Regions from separate parts of the Hordeum vulgare genome. Here region 1 is linked to region 2. The links are chromatin contacts, called in public Hi-C maps. All regions are on one chromosome and are shown on one strand. The core of a region is the stretch at or near the end of the contact, and the rest is flanking DNA. Distances in the headings are between cores, read along the strand shown.

Region 1 (6,625 bases), core at 2,682-5,181, 110 kb before region 2:
ATCATAATTATGCTATTTTTTATCAATTGTGCAACACTAATTCGTTTACCCACCATATGTTATGTTCTTGAGATCTCCTCTAGTGAAAACTATGACATGCGGGTCTACTTCACATATTTACTAAAGCTTTATTTATCTTGCTTTAATCTATTAATTTTTAATTCAATTTTCAATTTTTATACCAACTACTATGAGATTTGATCCTTGCAATTAACGAGTATAAGGGGATTGACAACCCTCTTATTCGTGTTGGGTGAAAGTATTTCCTCTTGTGTGTGTAGGTACCGTCGATGCTTTACTGCATGATTCTCCTATTGGTTCGATACACCTTGGTTCTCACTGAGGGAAATACTTGTTACTAGTTTACTACATCATCCCTTCCTCTTTGTGGGAAAACCAAAGGCATCTACAAAGTAGCACTAGTCCCTTATCAAAGTACTCGGTGAACCTGTAAGTTGTCATTATGATCACCGTGTTATAGATGACATTTGAGAAACCCCAAATCCCATCGTACGGTAAGAAGAAAATACAATACTCTCATGGTATAAGGAACTAAAGCATATGTTAACTCTCCATGTCATAACATTTGACTTCTGACCGTAGTATCCCAAAGTATAACAAACAAGTTCGGGTTGGTTCAATATGTTCGTTCTTCCAATATCATATTCTCAAAGTTATTTTAGGACTATCATTACACTTAAGAATGCATTAAGAACCGGAAAATATGATCACCAACAACACTTGAGAGAGTCTTGGAGGCGAGACTAGGAATATGGTTTCTATCATTCCACACGTTCATATGAGGTTACTATTGAATCGTATATTCTAGGATCATAGGAGTTATAGCATAGAATATAAACTCTTAATTATAAACATGAAAATATAATAATATAGTACTGTTGACTCTAGGGCATATTTCCAACACGTCGGTCCTCCGATAAGGCCGACTCCTAAGATGTCGTGTCATCCCGTCGATCGGTTGCGATAGCGGAGTCTGAGTTGGAGGCTTTCCAAGTTTAATTAGCGGTGAATGCCCTCGTCTTGGCCCGATGCCGATGAAGGCGGCCTAGAGTGTGTCGACAAAGCCTGGATGTAGTCAATGTTGGCATCCAAAGCCTTGACAATCTTCCCCAAGCCAGCGGAAATAGAGCTAGGGTCTTGTACGGTTTTCTATGAGGAAGCGATTCCCGAAGTGAGGTGTACTTCGGCTACCATGCCTAAGGTTGTCCAATCGTAGGTGCCGACGTCGAGGGTGACCTGCGAGACCATTAGAGACGCAAGTACTCCGGCGTGGGCCTCCAGTGCCCACTTCCATGACCACCATACCGAGTGTGCGGTCGCGAATTGCTTCAGGGTCCGCCATTTTCTCGCATCCTTCTTCTTGAACCTTGTCGTTGAAGGTTTCTCCTTAGATGCGTGTACAACGGCCTTATATCGAATGTTGGCATACACTCTATGGAGTGGCACGACAATGCCTTTTACATATATCCAGTTGCCTTGTGAGAGTGCGACATATATCCTATGGGAGGGTCGTCAAGAGTGGTGACCTGGGCACGTGTCACTTAGAGTGCATGCATTTCTGTTGTCCCTTAGACTCCAAGCTGTCGGCCATCCTTTTTCCTCCTCGAGGGGCTTGGAAGAACAACGAATCCCTATTCAAGTGAGAGTGAGTGTTATATGCCTATGGATGGCTCTATATAGCGCAGGGGTCCTTGGCAAATGACCAAGACTACCTTTGAAGTAAGGAGACAAGGAAGAACTAGGCATTTTAAAACCTTAAACACACATGCTCTTTACCGGGCTAGGACCCATTGGGTCGAGGCCTTCTTATTTGGGATTGACCATCTTTACTCTCTTGTCTTTTCCTTTGACATTTTCTTTATTGGTCTTTTTTACTTGCTTTGACTAGTATTGATTGTTGATGTGGCACTTCACAAAAGCCAGAGGTAACACTTTATTTTGTAGGCACATGGGTGACGCTTTACTCCTTAAATTTGACTAAATAACTCCGTTACAACAAAACCATTTTCAAATGTTGAGCGCCAAATTTTTAGCATGATGAATTTACAAATAGGTTAAGCGGCTGCAAGAAGTTAGTTCTTAGGAACTCGTGCACAAGACTTATCGATTGTTATTGATAAAGTCACGTCGGTTTCATTGAGGAAGCGGCCGTGGTGGCGCGGCGACAACTTGTTCAGACCGTGGTAGTGGTTGTTCCGTAGTCGAAAGGCATCGGTGTAGTCTCCATGCCGACGGTTGAAATTCATTTCCTATCTTTTCTATAGCAGGATTCACTTGATCAAATAGGTCGTCTCGGCCCTCTCGGATTAGCGGGCATGAGCAGGCCGAATTCATTGTTTTGACCGTCTTTCTAAACTTTAGCACGATTTGACTCCAATTTAAAAACAAATCATAATCTGACCCTTTTCCTACTGCCATCGTCTTTGGCGGTAGGTTAACACAGCCTACCGCCAAGGATATGGAAGGTATAAATAACATGCGACGTCTCCATTGGTTGAACACCCGTGTGGAAAGTTGGCTAGCATATGCTAGTTTGTTTAGGAGGTCTTGATTCAAGCCTTCTTGAGGCCATTTTTTTGTTTATTTTTATTTTGCCTAATAAAAATTAAATAATTTGTCCAGGCAATATTAGGATATGTATTAATGATAAAAATAAATTTAATTATTTGCAACGGTTTTGTAAAACTTCCCAAAAGATATAAACGAATGAGATCAATTAGACTCACACAACTGCATAAAAAGATTTGAAAGGCTATCCACCAAGATCAATTGGCCTTCTTAAGGTCACTTTTTTTATTTTGCCCAATAAAATTAAATAGTTATTCCAATCAATATTAGGATATGTATATTATTGATAAAAATAATTTTACTTATCAATAATACAGTAGCAACTAAACTGGAGGACCTGGAGGCACGTGTGTGTAGTGCTTCGAGGGCGAGCCGACCAATCTTAATGCTATTCAAGATAAACATTTTCTTTTAATTAAACAGGTGAAAATCAAGCACAAAGTGCTTTTGTTTTGATAATTTGTTATGATCAATTATTAATTACGCACCATATGTAGCTCTTTTGGCAAAACAACATGAAACAAAACTCATCATTAAGATAATTGGTCAGAGACACACAATAATAATGAGAAACAAAATAACATATGATGAAAACTTAATTGTAGAGCGCGTAATCATCATGATGAGAAGAGAATAAAACTGCTCCCTCCTATGTATGTTACAGATCTAAACCGCAATAGAATTTTGTTAAACAATTATATATAAGTAGACAAACATTTAAAAATAATAATCCATACCTTAACATTAATGGGAAAAATTGTTTATCAATAATACATGTCCTAATATTGAGAAATTCTATAAAACAGTTACAAATAAATAAAATTATTTTTTATCAATAATACATGTCCTAATATTGATTGAACAAATTATTTAATTTTTATTAGGAAAAAGAAATGAACAAAAATAATGGACTTAAGAAGGCTCGAACCCAAGACCTGTTTAATAAAGCTGCATGTACTAGCCAACTTTCCGTCACAGGAATTTAACACAATTAACCGCCGATGACAATAGAGAAAGGATAAGATCATGATTTTTTTTTCAAATTAAGGTCAAATCGTTCTAAAATTGAAAATAAATTAAAACAGCCAATTCGGCCGCGTCAGGATGAAGGCCGACACGGCGAGGGGCTCGCAGCTTTGCGAAGCGTGCCGGCCGTCAGATTCGAGTTTGTACCAGCTCACGGTAACCATGTGGATCGCAGCGATACCCATGTAATTAACTTCCAAAAACGGCCTCGTTCCGCGGGACGCGCGGTAAATATCCCAGCGGCAGCGCTCATCGCCCTGCCCCACACGTCAGCCGCACATATCCCCGCTCCAGTCAGTCAGACAGCCAGTCAGGCGAGCCGGTAGTACTACCACCATACGGATGCCGGGCTGCGTAGGTTAATCACTTGCTGCAGGGGTAACTGTAAAATACTGGGCAAGTGCTGCGCCCATGCATCATCACTGTGTCCTCTCCTCCCCATGGGTCTGTTATCTTTTTCTTGCTCCACAGGCCACAGCTGTAGGTGACTCACTCGGTAGATGATGGCCGAGCCACGTGAGTGGGTGGTGATTTTTCCTGCTCCAGTTATTATTTTTTACACCGGCTGCCCCATGTTACCCTGCTGTGACACTGCAGGGCTGCCCCTGCAGGCTACTACCGTACGGCAGCTATAAACATTTTCTCACCTCGGTGGGGTAAATTCCACCTTCCCTTCCTCCTCCACCCCATCCCATCTGCCTTCCCTCTCCTGTGCTGTGTCGTCCCATCCTGCGATGCTGACGTGTACGAAACACCCGAATCTGAAGTTTCCTGCCTCTCGATTTTGTACCCAGCTCTCGTAATTTTGTCTGCGCTTCACCGTTTTCATCAAAGAACGAGCCAGTTCCTCAGCCTCCCTGTCTGCGGTGCATTGCTGATACCACCTACCCCGGCTGAGTTTATCTTTCTCACGTACTCCCTCCGTTACTAAATATAAAATCTTTTAAAATTTTCATTATGAATTACATACAGATGTATATAAATATATTTTAGAATATATATTTATTTATTTCGTTTGTATGTAGTTTATAATAAAATCTCTAAAAGGTCCTATATTTAAGAACGAATGGAGTACACTGCACAATCCTACCCACCCTCTGCCTATGTGGAACGGAGGGAGTATTATTTTCGTCATAGTACACATAAATAGTCCATTCATTCGGAAGTACTTGTTTTAAAAATAAATATAATGAATGTATATATATAATTAAAATAAGTCTAGATACATTTATCTCTGTGACAAGTATTTTTGGGCCGAATGAGTATAAATATACACTCACTCGAATGTATGCACACACATTTTAGTATCCTATTTCTATGACCATATATGAGAGACTGAGCCAGAATATAATTTTAAGATTGATGGAGTAGACACCTTAGTAGTGGATAAGAATGTCGCCATTCACTAAACTCACATTACCGAAAAAGCCATGATTAAATACAGAAGAACGTGAGCATTTTTTTAACAATCATCGGGGGGAGAGGGTCTTCACCTGAATATATTACTCAAAGGCCCGAAGGCGAGTTACACATTACATTAATGGTTACATCGATACGAGAGATACACGTGCCAAGACATGGCAGCCTCCCTACTAACCCGGTCCTTAAATCTAAAGACCGAAAGCGTAAAATCTAAGATGATATTCCTAATAGTATCTAGGAGGAGTGCATGTCGTTACGGAAACCACAAGCGTTCCTGAAGTCCCACAACTTTTATAAGATGGAGAGGACGACGATAGGCCACATGTTGATGTCGAGGCCAATTGGAATCAGAGTATCCCAGATTAGGTCGATGGCGAGAGGGACCTGGAGGCCCATGCGCGACCAGACCTGAGACGCACATGGGCACAGGAGGGCAAGGTGTGTCGCATCCTCGAGAGAAATGCCGCACCGAGGGCAAGACAAGCCTGTAGTGATGGTCTTGCGATGTAAGTTCACCATCGTGTGTAGCGTGTCACGAGGAGCCAATTGAAGATCTTGACATTGATAGGTGCCTTGGAACCTCACATGTACCCAACGTTAAAGTCGACCTCATGGTCAAAGGAAAGCAGTGAGTAGGCGCACCTCGAGGTGAACGAGGAGCCATGGGTGAGGAACCTGTCATCGGGCTCATCACCAATGGTAACATCGTGCAAAAAAATACAAAACAGACGCAAGCACGGCACAAGCCACTTGGGTTAGGCAGTCGTGAAGAGTCGGGTAAACCAGTATGCATGACATGAGATACGAGGACAAAGGGGCAAGTGGAGTGCGAGATGATGCGGGGATAGGTTTCCGCGAGCATGGTTGACAGGAGCCAAGCGTCAAGCAAGAAAAAGGTTGTCGTGCCATTGTTGGTAAGGACGAATGGGATTTTACGAAGGTGGTAGAGCTGCTGGTTTACAATTTTCCAGAGGTAGGGGGTTTTGAGGCTTATTCGCGAAGTCTAGAGGGTGTGTTGGAGGAACAAGTTTACCCACGGTAAGTCTGGTTTTTGGAGGAGTTTGAAGGCGAAATTCATGAGGAGGCAGTTGTTTTAGCGAGTAATATTTTTTATGCCAAGACCCCCAGTCGCCTTGGGTTTTCAAACGTTTTTCCACGCGATGAGACATTTTGCTCCGGAGCAAGATTCCTCGGCAGCCCAGAAGAAGGACCCGCGGATAGCATCTAGCTTTCTAAGGATCTTCTTGGGGAGTCTAAAGACATACATGAAGTGGGTGGCGAGGGCGAGATGAGGGTAAGCCTGGCGCCGCGAGAAATGAGTTTTGCCGCCCAACAGAGAGGTATTTTAGGAAGCGCTCGATGATAGGTTCGTGAGCAAAGGACGAAACTCTTCCCATATTTTAGTGGCATAATAAATGTTTTACCCCTTTGTGGAATATTTAGCATGATTTGACCTTGGCTTGGAAAAATCGGTGACCTCACCTTTTTCTTACCACCATTGTCCTTAGCGGTAGGGTATAACTGTCAACCAACAAAGGCCCTGGCGATTAGGTGCTGGTCAACGTAGACGGGGCCATCAACCCCCGCT
Region 2 (6,155 bases), core at 2,688-5,187:
CTAAATAATGCATCTAGACTATAAGGATTTGACAAAAACTATTTGAAGTGATTGAAAGAGCTTACCTTTCTCTCGATTTTGCATCCAAGATCCGACAAACGGTTCCCAAACGAAGGACATCCACATGAGATGTGGAATGGCGAGGGGAGAGAGGAGTCCCTTCTTTATTTCACGACGAATTGAGAAGATGAACTCAAGCAACTTGGGTGGGTGGGTGCCCCATAGGCCGCCGTGTCACCCAATTCACTATCACTTGCCTACCACAATGGATACTGTGGGTAATGTATAACTGCCCACCGCTAAGGACAGTGGCGGTAGCCACTTATCCACGTCAGCGGGGGCTGACGTCACCGTCTTCTTTGATGAGCAACCTACTGCCAGGACCATGAAGGTAGGCAGTTATACCCTACCACGAAGGACGATATCGGTAGGAAAAAGGTGAGACATCGATTTTTTCCAAACAAGGGTCGGATCATGCTAAACGTTGTGCAAAGGGTCAAAACAGTAATTTCGACCTCTTTTGGTGACGATACTCCTCTTTCGCGATGTGCTTGATTTGATCGTCACTATTACCCACATCTGAAACCGTCATGTATTTATAATCCGCTAGACCACGAGACATTCTCGTCACCCGACAAGGCTTGTTCCCGCCCTTCCTCATCTTCACTTTTCTTCCCCTTTTCCTCTCCCCCCTAATCTTTCTTCTTTTCTTCTTCCCAATCTTTTTCTCTTATTTGTATGATTACATACTAGTACAATACAAGATGCTTAGAAATGTGTTAATAAATAAATTATTTTAAGCACTAGTGCTTATATGGTGTGCCTTTTTTGGAGGGATATAGTGGTGGTGCTTAATTAAACTACCCTTGAACTACCCGTCCCTTAGAAATAGGCACATGTGCTTAAGAAAAGTAAACTATTTTAAAACACCTCACATGGTACATGACCTAAAAACTAGGAGGATTCATTTTTCTCGTAGTGTGATGCCAAAAAGTTAAGTCGGCTACTCCATCACAGTATATTGGCCGCATCTCAAAAACCATGTTTTTTCACAATTGGAGGGAAATAAGGCGCATGGCATTAATTAGCCTATTAATTGGCCCATTTTGGGTTTAATTAGACCGTTGAATTCTCTCCTTCCATTTGCCTTTCGGCTGTGCATGCAAGTGTGAACATGAATCGGTTTTGTGGAAGGTGTGAATCTGCATGCGATCTGCATGGCTGTGTGTGAGGCCTCCTCTCCCTCTCTCCTTCGCATTCACATGGAAACCTTTTATGTTTCTGTTTTCATTCTCATGTATAGAAAGCAGGGTATAAAACCCCACACAATGGAGATGCTAGGAGTCCATGTGACACACAAACCCGAACCGATGGACTCCATGGATGGCCTAGGTGTGCTGGAGGTTCCTCCTGTGGACGAGGTGCTAGGCGTGCTGGAGGTTCATGCCATAAAGGAGGTGCTAGGCGTTCTCGAGGTTCCTGCCGTGGAGGAGGTGCTAGGCATGCTCTTGGTTCCTGCCGTGGAGGAGGTGCTAGGCGTGCTCGAGGTTCTTGCTGTGGAGGAGGTGCTGCAAGAGCTAGAGGTCGAAGGGCCAGTTGAAGATGAAGTTTTGCGTCGACATGCAAGGGTACTCTAAACCTACTCGAACCCTATATCAACATGTGAGGTTTGCATCCATCCGACTTTGTGCAGAAAGTATGGCATCCGTGGTGAGCCATCTATATTCCTTTGCTTGGGATGTAGGCTCCTGGTTCCAAAGGATTTGCCTTCTTGTGAGTTGTGTGGAAACCCTATGCTGTGTGACAATTATTGGTGCAAAGATTCTGCGACGACGGTGGTGATAAATAAAGATGGGGTATGCATAAGGTGTCGTCGCAACCCGTCTATCTATCTTAATGATGAAAAGAAAGTGCAGAATGTGACGGATAGCCAAGTTTAGTATTGCGAGATGATGAAAAGAAAGTGTAGAAGGTTTTTGATCTCATGTTATTTTTACTCGTGTATGTACATGAGGCAATACAAATCATGTTGAGTTCAAGAATTCAATTGCCTACTCAACATATTCTCTGTTAATCGTCAAACGAACCGGGAGAAGACCTTGTCTCTCTAATGCTTTTTCTTCAAGTGAGGTACCGCGTAGTGAATAGACCCCTTGTGTTTGATGATCTCTCTCATGCACGCTTGATGACTCAAGGAGATCCTATTGAGCTTTTTATGGGCGTACTCGGCTAGGGATTGATTAACCTATGACACATAACATTAAAAAACTCAAATCAGTTCATAAGCAAATATCTATCTATCACAAAGGTTTAGGGTTTACCTTCTATGGTGGCACCACGTGCGCCGGTACTAAACGTGAATCCCAAGGACTCGCTGTCGTCGCCGCCAAACAAGATCCCGCAGCCACCACCAAACGAGATCCCGCCGCTGCCATTGATGAGGTTAAACCCCATGAACGTAGAACTTGTGATCCCTCCGTAGCCTGTACCGGCCCCGCCGACGGAGGCACTCCAGTTCGACGAACCGGCCTCGTTAGGTGTCGCAGGGCGAGATGGGTGTGCGAGGCCAACGCGTCGTCGAGGCAAAGTCGTTGGGGAGGAAGATGCTCGAAACTAGCCGTGACGATGGAGAAGGATGGAATTCCCGCTCGTCCAGTGAGACCAAGAGGAGGAAGTCCTTCGGGCGGCGGTGCTCTTGGTTGGAAGCAACCCTAGAAAGCCCACGGAGGCCAAGAGGAGGAAGTCGGTGATCTGTTGCACCTTGTTGCGGCGGCGCCATTGGACCGAGGAGAGAAGATGAGCGCTGTCTGTTCGTGTACCTCCATCACCACAGCTACTTATAGAGAGGAACACCGACGGGAGCTTTTTCATCTCCCAAAATTTCGCTAGCCATTTGGATGGAAACCGCGCGGGGGAGAAAGGAAATTGCGCGGGGGAGAAAGGAAACCGCGCGAGGACGAAAGGAAAACGCTCGGGGGAGAAAAGAAACCGCGCGGGGAAGAAAGGAAAACGCTCGGGGGAGAAAAGAAACCGCGCGGGGAAGAAAACGAAACTCGCGGGGAGAAAGGAAATTGCACGGGGGAGAAAGGAAACCGCGCGGGGAAGAAAGGACAACGCTCGGGGGAGAAAAGAACGCGCGGGGAAGAAGAAGGAAACTCGGAGGGAGAAAATTTTCGCTCTAAACCGTCTCCACCAATGCATGCGAGGGAGTCGCTCGTTCACTGGACGGGTGGGTTACTATGCGTCAGTTTCACGATTAATTAGGCGCATATCCAGCTCGTGCGGCTCCGTTTTTTCTCTTAGTAGTTACACACCTTGGTCCAAGAGAGATGTGAGATGCGCCTAATATACTGTGATGGAGTACAACTTAAACACCTGCAAAACAAAAAGGTTGCAACTTAAACGGTAGGATTACTAGTACCGTGGAAGTACTCCGGCCGTGCTCAGTAATGCTACACGTACGGAGTTTTTACAATTTTTTCACAGATTGCTTATCACTGATTGGCCGGGAATTGATTAAGGCACACGGGCCCATCACTGAAATTCAGGGGGGGCAATTAAAAGAGCTTACAGTACCCAGCCCGTAAAATCCTGTAGAATGTGTTCGTATGTTAAGCATTATTGGTCAAGGAATGCATTATTGAAACGTAGATGTGCTCCGGCCGTCAAATCAAACACTTGTATACTCTAAATTGGGCATGTCGTACGTGCGTACTAACATATACCGTATGGTCTATTAAAAACAAAAATACGGTATGTTGTACAGATGCACACGTAAGCAGACCCTTTGTCTTCTGCTTCCGGGCCAGCCCGCTCACGCCAATGATAGCCGACCTGACATGAATATCCGCTGAGGATTACGGTCCTCCCATCTGACGGTCGCGATTCCTTGCTTCAGTTCTCGGCTGTACTTGGACGGTGTGGATGGCCTCCGGTGCGACCAGGCGCGTGCCTAGCAGCATACCACCAAAACGGAAAATCAGGTGTGACCCACAGGCCAAGTCATGACAACGGGGAGCTCTGCCGCTAGCTGGTCTTGTTTGCCCATGCGACGACAACATCCATCGTGGCCGTCAGAACCAAATCGAACGGCTGAGCATTAACTTGCACTGCCGCTTGATTTGCTAAGGTTCGCTTGGCTTAGCTTAGGTCGGGAAACTGTTTGGTCTCACAATCACACGCTGGCAGTCAATGTCACGATCAATAAAAAACTGGAGGAGACACTAATGAGTGACGAGCTGAGCTGAGACACCGGATACGGACAGAGCGACTGGGCGGAACGGAACAAACGAAACGGCACCCTCAGCCTCACCCAGCATTGTGTTCATCGCGCGGCGGCCGAGACCCGTCGGCGTCAGCGGAAAGAGTCGGAGCGGCGCAAGCGCTACAACGCTACGTACACCTCCGGCCGGCGCAACGTACAAACGCACGCATACCGGCAGCCAGATCGCGCTTATATACAAAGCCGCCGCGACGGCAGCCGGTCGCGGTCGCGGTCGCCGCTCCACGGTGGCGCCGATCCGTCCAACGATAACGATACGGCAGCGGGCGCAAGTGGACGCCCGCGTGGCGACGTGGTTCCAGCATCAGTAGCTAGCTCCCAAACACGGTCATCTCTTATTGCATATATCTATCTATGCGTAATTCGTTTGCCCGTGCCCGTGTGGGAGGGGGTAGGCACGGCCACGGCCACAAAACCGTGGGTCTCTCGACAATAGCGAGAGGGGGTGGCGCCCGCCACAGGCCGAACAGGAGCCCCGCGGAACACGGCGCTCGCTCGCCCGTCCAGTCCCGGCCCTAGCGCTGCTCCATTTTCTATTCGAGTCGATGCCCACGTCGTCACCGTGCACCGGCTAAGCTAGCAAGCAGTGCTATACTATGCTAGGACTGGAGTAGTTAGTTTTAAGTATACCCACAACACGGAGTACTACTAGTGTAGTACTGTGTGGGGGTGTGGATGCTCCAGGTAGCGAGCGTGAGTGCGTATTGGCGGGGTCATCTCGGCACCCGTGCGCGCGCGTATTAAGTTAAGGTGATAATTCGGTCGAGCGCGGGAATGGCCAAGCCCAACTAAGCGCGGCATTAACGACAAGGTCAATGGTTCTATCACCGCACCCCTAGGTGTTCCTGCGTTGCGCGTTTAGCCTCTTCCGCCTTGTTCCGTTCCGTTTGTTTAACTCGAGCGGCACCGCCTGCCCCGGCGCCCAGTCGGTTGGTAGCACTAGAACTAGCGGTAGCAGGATCTTTCCCGCGTCCACCGTGGGGCGTGCGTGGCCCTCAACAGGCGCTGCATCCCACCGCGTGTTTCTGTCTTGTGAATTCACCAAGATCATGTAGTAGTATGTGTGCTACTCTACCCCGCAAACATGCAATTGTTATTTTCCAAAGGTTATGGTGCATAATCATGTACGGCATTTTCAATAATGCTTCTGGCACGACACGATGCTCAGGCCGTGTCTTGTTTCTCGAAGAGAAAAAATACAAAAAAAAAATCTTCTTTTGGTCTACTACCTTTGTCCCATTTATTGGCCTTCTTCGTATTTTTGTCATATTTTAATTAGAAATTTAACTAAAAAATGTTAATTCATGTCATAAAAAGTCATATCGTTGGATCACATTTGATGATGCTATTTTTGTTATGTATAGCCTATATTTTATCAATAAAAATTATGATCAAAATAGCACCATAATATAAGGGGGATAATAAGTCAGGAATTACTTTTTTAATAAAAAAAAATATTAATATCACGAAGATAACAACTACACCCAATGTCTGTACCAACAAAATATTAAAAACATCAAAGATGCACATTGGTAACTATAAGATAAAAAAGAGAGAGAAATATAAGAACAAAGACCTTGTCGCAAGGATGAAAAACTTCAACAACAACGCTGTAATCATCAACAAAGACAACACCCGGACAACAGAAGAGATTCTTTAAAAACAACACTTCCTATAATAAATAGAAAAATAAAACAAACGTAACATGGAATACTAGTTAAATAGCACGGCACCATGCGACGCAGGCTTTTCTAGCAAAAATAAGACATACACAGGTTTTCCAACAATAATCTCGAGGAGTATAAGCATAAAAAGCCACAAATGCAGGTTTTACAATCTCAATAAACGTTCTCTTGGTTTTACGAGGCCTTAA

The links. A called contact is a pair of places that touch in the nucleus more often than the background predicts.
Region 1: a Hi-C map of leaf shows a contact between it and region 2, with 2.7 times the contacts expected there. The contact joins two enhancer-like sites. A contact is called at or near these places in 2 of 6 Hi-C or Micro-C datasets (leaf and seedling).

What each region holds. Positions count from the first base shown.
Region 1 is chr3H:123,920,882-123,927,506 of MorexV3_pseudomolecules_assembly, reverse strand. No RefSeq gene overlaps it. Among protein-coding and RNA genes, the nearest start is that of LOC123439662, 320 kb to the left of the region's middle. Within about 2 kb of position 3,931, at least 3 of the 3 cell types and tissues checked have open chromatin away from gene starts, as enhancers often do. A contact at or near this core is called in leaf and seedling, where this site is marked.
Region 2 is chr3H:123,815,268-123,821,422 of MorexV3_pseudomolecules_assembly, reverse strand. No RefSeq gene overlaps it. Among protein-coding and RNA genes, the nearest start is that of LOC123443211, 350 kb to the right of the region's middle. Within about 2 kb of position 3,937, at least 3 of the 3 cell types and tissues checked have open chromatin away from gene starts, as enhancers often do. A contact at or near this core is called in leaf and seedling, where this site is marked.